Regions from separate parts of the Anas platyrhynchos genome. Here region 2 is linked to region 1. Evidence: chromatin contacts called from public Hi-C data. All regions are on one chromosome and are shown on one strand. The core of a region is the stretch at or near the end of the contact, and the rest is flanking DNA. Distances in the headings are between cores, read along the strand shown.

What was found. A called contact is a pair of places that touch in the nucleus more often than the background predicts.
Region 2: a Hi-C map of small yellow follicle shows a contact between it and region 1, with 2.4 times the contacts expected there. The contact joins the promoter of AHDC1 here to the enhancer-like site in region 1. A contact is called at or near these places in 2 of 8 Hi-C or Micro-C datasets (small yellow follicle and subcutaneous adipose tissue).

Annotation. Positions count from the first base shown.
Region 1 is chr24:4,035,176-4,039,970 of IASCAAS_PekinDuck_T2T, reverse strand. It overlaps WDTC1 (WD and tetratricopeptide repeats 1), which reads right to left. Exons shown (of 18, transcript XM_013101581.5): 10 at 4,533-4,627; 11 at 3,346-3,461; 12 at 2,228-2,303; 13 at 327-423. Among named protein-coding and RNA genes, the nearest start is that of TMEM222, 16 kb to the left of the region's middle. Within about 2 kb of position 1,575, at least 4 of the 8 cell types and tissues checked have an H3K27ac peak or open chromatin away from gene starts, as enhancers often do. A contact at or near this core is called in small yellow follicle, where this site is marked.
Region 2 is chr24:4,188,618-4,193,460 of IASCAAS_PekinDuck_T2T, reverse strand. It overlaps AHDC1 (AT-hook DNA binding motif containing 1), which reads left to right and starts at 2,715. Exons shown (of 7, transcript XM_038167196.2): 1 at 2,715-2,952; 2 at 3,534-3,654. LOC119713588 (a long non-coding RNA gene) reads right to left here and starts at 2,512. Exons shown (of 2, transcript XR_005260782.2): 1 at 1,401-2,512; 2 at 1,077-1,329.

The DNA of each region.
Region 1 (4,795 bases), core at 326-2,825:
AAAACCATGCAGGACAACTAAGAACACTTCGCTTCCAGGACTGAAAAGTCATTTCTTAGTTTTGTCTGCAGTAAATCATTGTAAGAGGGGAAAAATCCTAATGGAATATGCTTCTCCTAAGATGCTGTTGCCTGATTCGACTCAGGCTCATAGCCCACACACCAGAAACAAATACAACCCCTAGGACAGAGACCACTCAACAATCAAATCAACATGCCAAGTGGGTTTGCACTCCACACCTCGTTTAGCAGCACCTAACCCTGAGGAGAGGAAGAGGGCCTGAACAAAGCCATTGGCCCCTCACTGAGGCAGATCTATCACCTTACCTCACGTGTGCTCTTCCTTCTGACAAGCGGAAGCCATTGCTGTGCAGATGGATGCCGTTGGACACTCCATTGGTAGAGGTTTTTCCATTCTGCACTTCTGAAGGTTAGAAAAAAATATAATCATGCAATGGCTCAGTGTAGATTACACAAACTAATCCCTGAAATATCAGGGTTACATTTTACAGCATAACAAAGCCAATGCCACAGCCCCATTCAGAGCACAATGAAGCAGAATTCCACAATGCCACACGCTCCCATCTTCCAGCCACCTCAACTTGATTTGCCTTCAGAGAATCCTTTAGGTTAGAAAGACCTTCAAAATCATCAGGCCCAACTGTCCTGACATTGACCTGACATCACGTCCCATCACTAAACCACATCCCTTAGTGCCATGTCCCCAGGTCTCTTAAATAAATGCCTCCAGGGATAGGGAAGCCACCACTTCCCCGGCAGCCCGCTCCAATGCTTTACCAATCTCTCCATGAAGAAATTCTTCCTAATATCCAATCTAAACCTTAAACATAGCAACTTCTTTCTAAATGCCTTTGCAGTTTTCAGATGCACTGAGAAAAAAAAAACACAGGCCCAAGTTGTTTAACATTTTATAGAACAAGGAAGATGAGTGGAACCACTGGAGATATCTAGTAAGGGAATTCCAGATGCTTTTTTCCTTTCTTTTTCTTTTCTTTTCTTACCCTATTGCTCAAGGAGCAGTTACAAGCTGAAGCAATCCTCTGAAGGTCGTGAAGCCAGATCACTTGCCATTCTTATAGAAAAATATTCAAATTCAAGTTTTATAAACTGCATTTATGTTGTAGCTGGGAATACTCCCGCAGCCATTTCAGAGGCTGGGAAACTGGGGACTCTTTCCAAGCACTCTACTGAACAGCTCGGAGCTTTCAGTGCACAGAGACATGCATGCACACGAAGTTCAGCCTTTGTACAGATGCTGCTTTTTTCACAGCCCTTGCCTGAACTTTCTGTACCCAGAAGGGCGGAGCGTTTGCTGAAACTGCACCATGGTGAACCTGTTCAAACCCTGCTCTGCCATTTAAAGCATGACCTCACCAGATACCACAGCACAGATCACCCACATGCAGCCAAGGCAGAAGAGAACGGCAGGCAGGGCATCTACTCGCTACCAGGATGTGAGTGTTAGATTAAGGCCCAAGGCATGCTGAGTACACAGGTTGAACTCTGCCAGAGTGCTCCGAGCACAGGGCTGAGCAGGGAACACTCCCTGATAAGAAAGAGCCAGCCTCTGCCCGGGGACAGCGAGCTGGATGTTCACTGCACGCTGCCTGCAGTATCTGCGTACGAACAGGCCCTGTAAGAAACAGGGCCAGGAATAAAAAAGCTCTTGGATTCACTTACTTGTCGAGTAAATGAGTTTTTGAATCAACTATCTCACCACCAGGAAGGAGATTAGTGCCAGGCCAGACTCTCAGACCGGGGAAGAGATTGTTCTGTCTCCTTCTAATGGGCGTTTAAAGGGGTAACAGCTGCACAGTTTGTAAGTTTATAAACGTAAAAGCAGCACACCATTGCCATGTTTGTCCACATACAAAGTATTTCCTCCTTAGTTAAAGGCAGGGTGGTAGGACCTCAATCACTCTACAAAGTCTACTTTATCTGGAGGAGAATGCTTAAAGCTATACCTAAGTTGACACACGCACACACCCCTCGACAGCTCATTTCTTCCCTCAAGACACATTTTGTCGCTATGCATAAGGGTTTTAGAGCTCAGGGTATGAACTGCACTGCAGAAATTGCCCAGCAACAGCCATGTCATAATTCCTTTCCCTCATTCCTGCCCAGATGGGGCTGCGCCCTAGAAAGAGTTGCATTGTACATGATTTCCCTCTGCCTTGCACTCACTTCCATGACAGCATCACACTTACCCCCTGACGTGTGGCATTTCTTTGGGAGGAGGAAAGTGTATGGCCGCTGCTTGTAAGTTAGATCAAACAAATAGACCTGAGAGATGAAGAAAGAAAGACAAAAAAAAAAACCGTCAGTGATACATAGAGGCTTAAGGGACAGAAATAAAACAAGGCTAGATGTTTCCATGCTTGTTTTACTATTTCCAGTTTTTAACCTTGTTTATAGACATGTTCGCACTGAATAACAGCAGTACCAGTGTCTTGTTGCATGCCAGCACTGGATTCAGAGAACAGCACTGAGAAACAGGAGCCTCGTTTTACTCAAGAGGTACAAACCAACCTGTTCAAAAAGCTCTGACTCCAAGAAGATATTTTAGCCATTTAATTAATACAGTGATCATAAACAAATTGAAAGCTTAGCGGTAGAAAAGCAGTACACTAAACCAAGGTGTCTCTAAGCTGAAGCAAAGATTTCAAGAGAAACTTCAAACACAGCCCTGTGAAACCCTAATTTAAACTTGTACCAGTATAGGAATTGACAGCCCTTATCCATTCGTGTAATTCAGTACCTCCTCTTAAAGAGAAGTCCGAGTGTGAGAAAGATCTCTAGAGGACAACCAGAGTAACCTGCTCACAAGGGAAGTTCCTACTTAATCCACGCTGATTAATACTGTCAGGAGGATTTTCTCATTTCACTGATAAGCTTTACAAAAGAGCCACAAATATCACCCAGTGCTTAAAATTAAAGCAATCAATATCGCAGGTGAAGTCCTTTGCTTCTCTAAGTTCCTTACGTACTAGATTGTATTACAGAAGCAGTTTGATGTTTCGGGAATGAGTTAAGATTTTTTTTTTCTGCATCAAGAAAGGTCAGTACCAGAACTTTTCTTTCTCTTTCAAGAGAAGGAAAAGTGAATTGCAAAACCAGATCAAAATATCACATAAATTTAATCACTGATAGCATAACAAATAAATCCCTAGTACCAGGGGTTCAGTCCAAATGCATCAGAGAACGGTTTAAAAGCCAACAGTGTTATCCCACAGAGGAGTCACTACATCCGTTTTGAAGACAACCTATGGTGGCCCAACAAACACAGCCAAAATGTTAAACTTTCTACCAAACTTTGTCTTCTTACCTGCTCCCCTCCCATGTTGACCAAGAGCTCAGTGCCATCAGGACTGAAGGTGACATACGTGGCCACCAGGACTCTCAGCCGGTTGTTGTAGTCTGGAAGCTTCACTGGAAGGTGTCCTGTGGGGGGAAGAGGTCCATAAATATTAGTGTAATAGGAACTGTTGTCTTTGTCCTACATCAGCTCTTCCCTTTTACAAGAGGTTGTTAGGACAGCGAGGGCATGAAGCACATGCACCAAAGCAATTTTCCATTTCCTACTGCTGTCTGTTGAATACTTCCACCAGCTACCAAAACACTTAGATGTATGGAGCTGCCTTTTCACAAGTTCTAGATGCTATTTTTGCAAGGCCATTTCCATATGCAGACAAGACCAGATTACGACTATCTTGCTAACAACTGCAGGCTGCAGAACCCAGCAAATCACAGTTTTATGGATTCACTAAGGATTTAGCCTCCGTGATTTGTGGCCAACTGCAAACAAATAGCTCCTTTCTCAACTCTCTAATCACGTTTCCTTAATAAAGCTCTTAGCACAATCAAACCATGGCTCCTAAATATTCAGCTCACACAAGGGTTCTTTTGCTTCAGACAGCAGATGTGTTGCATGACCAATTCAGGGGACCTAAGAAATCCTCCAATGGGACTCATCAGAAGCAAGACTGTCAAAACTGGTCTGTTGAACATGCTGGTTTAAGATACTTTAAAAAAAAAAAAAAAAAAGTTTTGGGAAAAAAACAGTAAATGAGCACTGGAGTAGAATGACGTCTAGATTGCCCAGACACTGCATTGCTGACTCTTCATGTGCAGGATGAAGACAAGCCATTTCCCTTCTGTGCCAAGAAGATTTTTAAACAGCATCCTTGCTGGGACCTGTTCCAGAAGAATGTCTAGAGCCCTCAGGTTACCCAGTCCTTGACTTTCCAATGAAGCTGACAGAAAGACATTTACGCTAGACAAGGAGTAAGGCCAGCTCACCAACACACACTGCTGCCAAGTCAGGGAAGGTGGGCAGGTGGCATAAGCAAGAATTCACAGCACAGAAGAGAAATAATCTACAATTTCATGGAACATCCGTGTATTACATAAGCACTTTTCCAAGTAGTGGTTTCTTGTGTGATGGGTTGAACTCAGTTTCTTCAGGCATTAATTTAAAGCCCCATTGGTGACCCCCAGGACACGTCCCAGTACCTGCCACGTAGTACTGTGCTGCACCATCCGGGAGAGGTTTCTGCCGGTCACAGAACGTGTGGACTCCAGCCGAAGGACTCTGCTTCATGCTTTTTCTAGCCAGAAAGAAAAGCAGTTATAATCACAGCATTCAACTGCTGGAAGTCTGCTCTATGCTAACACTTCTTGTTCATACACAAGGGCAAGCCCTCATGCCCGTGCAGCTGTGCAGTCACAGACCTGCCTCCCATCACCCCAGTGTACTTACTTAGATAAAAAGGCTC
Region 2 (4,843 bases), core at 1,466-3,965, 150 kb before region 1:
GGGCAGGAAGCCCCCAGCCCCAATTGGGGTTGGGGGATGCTGCTCTCCACCCCAAAGGCAGCCCCCATATCCAGCACCCCCCCTTGCCATCCCTTCCTCTCCCCCACCACCACGCACCCCGCTCCCCCCGCTGCACCCCGCTGTCTCCAAAGCCCCCCCAGCCCCCAGATCCCACCCGGGGGCGGCTTTGGGGGGGGGGGGGGGGGTCCCAGCTGCTGTCCCCAGTGAGCGAGGTCACCACAAGCTCTCGGGGGACAAATGCAGTGGGGGGACAAGGCAGTGGGGTCACCCGGTGACCCTATAACCTCAAGGAGGGTGGCGAGCAGAGCCTTCACCCCCCCTCCCTGACTTTGGGCAGTGGTGGGTGGGCACAGGGGGGTGTGGGGGGGATCTCAATCCGGTGCGGCCACCCCCGTGGCACGGCGACACGGGGCTGGGACCCGGGGACAGCGGTGGCCCCGGCTCGGCAAAGCAGCCGCTAGATGGTAGCGGAGGTCCACGCCAACGCTGCTGACACAGCACTTGGCTGCCAGAGGGACCGGGGGGCCCGGGTGACCCGGGGGGGCCCTGGGGACCCGTTTTGGCCACCCCCTTCCCCGCCCCGTGGCACTGAAGGGCTGGCCACGCGTGGAACCGGGACACGGGTGGCGTGGGCGCTGCGCCCCCGCCCTGACGCCCCCTGGCACCGCCGCCCACCGTCAGCTTTGGGGGCTCGGGGTGAGGGGGACCCCTCCCCAAAATCTGTCCCCACGAGCGTCCTGCCCCAAAGCAGCCCTGAGGCCAGCTGGGGACCTCCAGGGACCACCAGCGGGACTCAAGGGGGGGACAAACCCACTCCTGGGGACAAGCAGGGTCACCCAGCTCGATGGGGGGGTGCTGGGCACCCATGGGAGCCCGGCAGAGCCCCGGTGGGTGCCCCTCTGCAGGGACCCCGCTGCGAAGAGCCTCGCTTTGCTCCTCCTCGCCCGCTCCCAGCCCTGGCGAGGGCTCGGTGCCAGGCGGGTATATATATTTTATGATAACTATAGAGATGCACTTCAAACCTGACAAAGGACTTTGACAGTTTTAAGCATCTCTTTGATTAATACATGACCTTTTAATGCTTCGGATTAAATTAATAAATCTTTTACATTCCAACCCATTCTGCTTGCAGCGTAATGTTTTCTGCACGACCTCCTTCTCTCCCCGCGCACGCGAGGCATCCCCCCTGTCCTGCTGTCCCACGGCACCCGGGGCAGGTAACATCAAGGCACGGCCCCTGCAATATTCATACGGTGCAGAGCCCCGCGAGGCGAGCGGGGAGGGATCCTCCTCAGGTTTGAACCATCCCTAAAAATAGCAAGAAAATTCAAAGCTGACATTCAGGGCGAGGGGACGAGGAAGGCTGCAAAGTTGCTCACTCAGCCACCAGCAATTGCAGCGATCCTGTCTGCGTGTGCAGATTCCTCTGCTGACCGGGCTGGAGCGCCGGGCCTCCTCTCCGCAGGGTTTGCAGGAGCTGGGAGCGATGCAGATGGGTCCCCGTCCTCACCCCGTTCCCAAATCCGAGCCTGCTGGGGTGAGCAGAGCCCAGGGATGCAGCTGCTGGCATTTCGGATACGAAGCGCGGCGATGCGTCCATGCTGGAAGGCAGCTCTCCATCCGACCCCAGTTCAACCAGTTTGTCCCAGTCTGGCGGCGGAGCTGGGGAGCCCGGCACGTCTCCTGAGCGCCGATTCCCTCCCTGCCGCCTGTTGATCCCCGACCACAGATGAAAACCCAACGTGCAGCACGGCGGTGAGGCAGAGGGCTGCTGTGAAGCCAGGTGCTGCGTGTCTCCCTGCACCCATGTGTTATTTCATCGATGACTCACGTGTTATTAGCAGCCGAGCAATATTCCCAATTCCCTGGAGTTAACCCTTCACTCGTCACTCACAAAACCACGGTGTCACAACAAACATCAGCGGCATTATCCGCGTTAATTATATTGTATCTGGGAGCATTAACATCGGCGCAGCCTTGGAGGGAAGGCGCTGAGGATGCTCGAGGAGCCACGAGGAGGGAGGTCACGGGGCACGATGGCAGCTGGGGGACATCTCCCCGCCCTGCCACCACCGTCCTGGGTGGTTTTGGTCACCACCTGCGCCCCCCCGGGGTCCCCTCTGTGCCAAGGGGGACATAGCCAAGGGGGGACCCCTGCACAGCACCGTGCCCTGGGGGTGGGGGAGCGGGGTGTTAGCAAACAGAGGGGAAGTTTCCAGCGCTGCCAGGCCCTAGCCACGGCTAACTTAAAAAATAATAATAATTAAGTGGAAAAAAAAAAAAAAAAAAAAAAAAGGCTAATTAGGTGGCTTCAAGGGGGTGTGCCACGGGGGAAATTCGGACCGAGGATTGGGGCGGGGAGGGGGGGGGGTCTGCGGGCTGCCTGCGTGCCCCCCAAACCCCGCATCCTACCGGGGAGCGCAGTGCGGGTGCAACCCGGGAGAGGGCAGCAATGCCCCGTGCATCCCACTTGTGTGGGGGGGTGGGCATCCCGGGGGGTTGGGGAGGGGGGGGGGGGCAAAACACCCTCCGGGTGGATGCCTCCCCCCCCAAAAAAAAAAAAAAAAAAAAAAATTGAATCCCCCCTCCCCAAGCAGAGCGCGGAGATGCGCGCCCCTTGCGCGCCCCTCCCCGCTTCGCGCCGACGGGGAGGAGAAAAGCGGGGAGAGGAGAAGGGGCGGGGGGGGGGGAAAAAAGGAAGGAGGGAAGAGAAACGAGAAGGCGGGGGGGGGAGAGAAGGAAGGACTACAAGGCCCGGCATGCCCCGGCGGTGCTGCACGGCTCCCCGGGGTGCCGGATGCTGGCCGTGCCGCTGACAGCGGAGCGAAGCGGAGCCGCGGTCCCCGCCGCGCACGGAGAGGGCAGGGCGCGCCGCGCCGCCGGCTCCGCTCCCCCCTTTCCCAGCCCCCACAAAGCCGGGAGCGGCAGAAGGCAAGAGCGAGGGAGGAGGAGGAGGAGGAGGAGGAGGTGGAGGAGGAGGAGGAGGAGGAGGAGGAGGAGGAGGAGGAAGGGGGGAGGCAGCAGCAAGCCAGGGCTCTGCTGCGCTGTGTCTTTCTTTGCTTTCCGCAGGCGGCTGAGCGGCGGAGGCGCAGAGGGGAGGTCGGTTCCCCTCCGCCTCCCGCTCCGCTGCCTTTTGTGTGTGTGCGAGGCGAAGGGGGGGGGGGGGGGGGGGGAGAGAGAAAAAATTTGAAAAAAAAAAAAAGAGAGAGAGAGAGAGGGAGAGAGAGGAGGGAAAAAAAAAAAGCGGAGGAAAAAAAAAAAAAAAGAGGAGGAAAAAAATAAGAGGAGGATAAAAAAAAAATAGCCGAGCGGCAGAGGGGGAGAGAGGAAAAAAACAGGGCGAAAAAAAAAAAAAAATCAAATAGGGGTGGGGGGGCTGGGGGGGAAGAGGGGAAAGGAGGAAAGGCGAGAGGAAAAGAGCAGGCAGGGGACGGAGGAGGGGGCGGGCTGGCAGGAGCGGAGTTGCCTGGGGAGAATGTGAGCAGGAGGCGCTGGAAATGCTCTCGTTGAAGGTGGCGAGCGGTGCCGAGGGCTCCGGGACTCCCGCGGGCGGCCAGGACGCAGCCCCGGCGGACGGCAGGAGCCTCCCCAAGCGGGCGGGCTCCGGGGGGCTCGGAGCGCAGCAGCCGGCGGGTGAGTACCGGGGTGTCCCCGTCCCCCTTCCTCCTCTTCCCCACCCCCGTTGCCTTTGTGTGGGGCTGGGACCCCGGGGGGGGGGTCGTGGCTGGAGGTGGGGGGGTCGTGGGTGGGGAGGCGGAGGGGTAAAGGGGGGAGAAAGGGAGGGAGAAAGGGATCGGGGGTGTTGTTGGGGGGCACCCAGCGTGTTGGTAGAGAGAGAGGGTGGAGGGGGAGGGAGGCGCGGCCCCCCCCCCCCTCCCCGCCGTGTGTGTGTGTGTGTGTGTGTGTGTGTGTGTGTGTGTGCCCCCCCCCCGCTGTCCCCTCCGCCGAAGTTGCGCGCGGCGAGTTGGTGCCAAATTGCAGGAGTTTAATGGCACTTGGGGAGGGGAGAGGGGGGGCGAGGGGAGGAGGGAGGGGGAGAGGGGGGAGACGGGGCTGGGGGGGGCGTCCTGGCGATCGCCCCCTCCTCCCCTCCCTCCCCCCCCCAAGAAAAAAAATCCCCCGCCGTGCCCCATTTGCACGAGTTCAGCCGCCTCCCCCGGCCGGCCCCCCCCCCCGGCTCCCCCCGGGCTGCGAGCGCTGAGTGACAGCTGTCAGAGCCGGCTCCGTCCGCTAGAAGGCGGAACGGAACATGTCAACAAAATTTGGGGTTATCCTCGCAGCCCTGGGGGGCGTCAGGAGCTCCCCCCCCCTTTACCAACCCCCTGACCCCCAGGGCAGAGCCTGCCCCCCCCCGCAACCCGGCTGGGTGCGCGGGGAGCCGGCGGCGGGGGGCACCGGGGAGGGGGTGCTGGCCCCAACTCGTGCTCTCCGCGGTGCATTCCCCTTGCGCAGGGCTCGGCGGGTGCCTGTGGCTTCTGTCCCCCCCCCCAATACCCCAAAACGTGGTTGCCTATCGGATCCTTCCACCCACCCCCCCTGGCACCCCGTTTCCGAGCCCCCCTTTGCGCTTCTTTGGCACGCGCGCGGGGCACCGGGGACCGCGGGGACCCCAAAAGGGGGGGTGGCTGCGGCCACCCCGCGGGGGTCTCTCCGCCGGCGGCCTCGAAAAGCCCCGGGGAGGGAGGCCCGGGGGCAGGTGGAGGCAGCCGGGTCCCTGCTTGTTTACTTGCCGTGGGAGGAACTGGCCCCGGCCGCGACCAGGTGGCCTTGTGCACGAAGCCACTTGGCCGGCTGCTGCGAGAGCAGCGACCAAAAAGCCGCG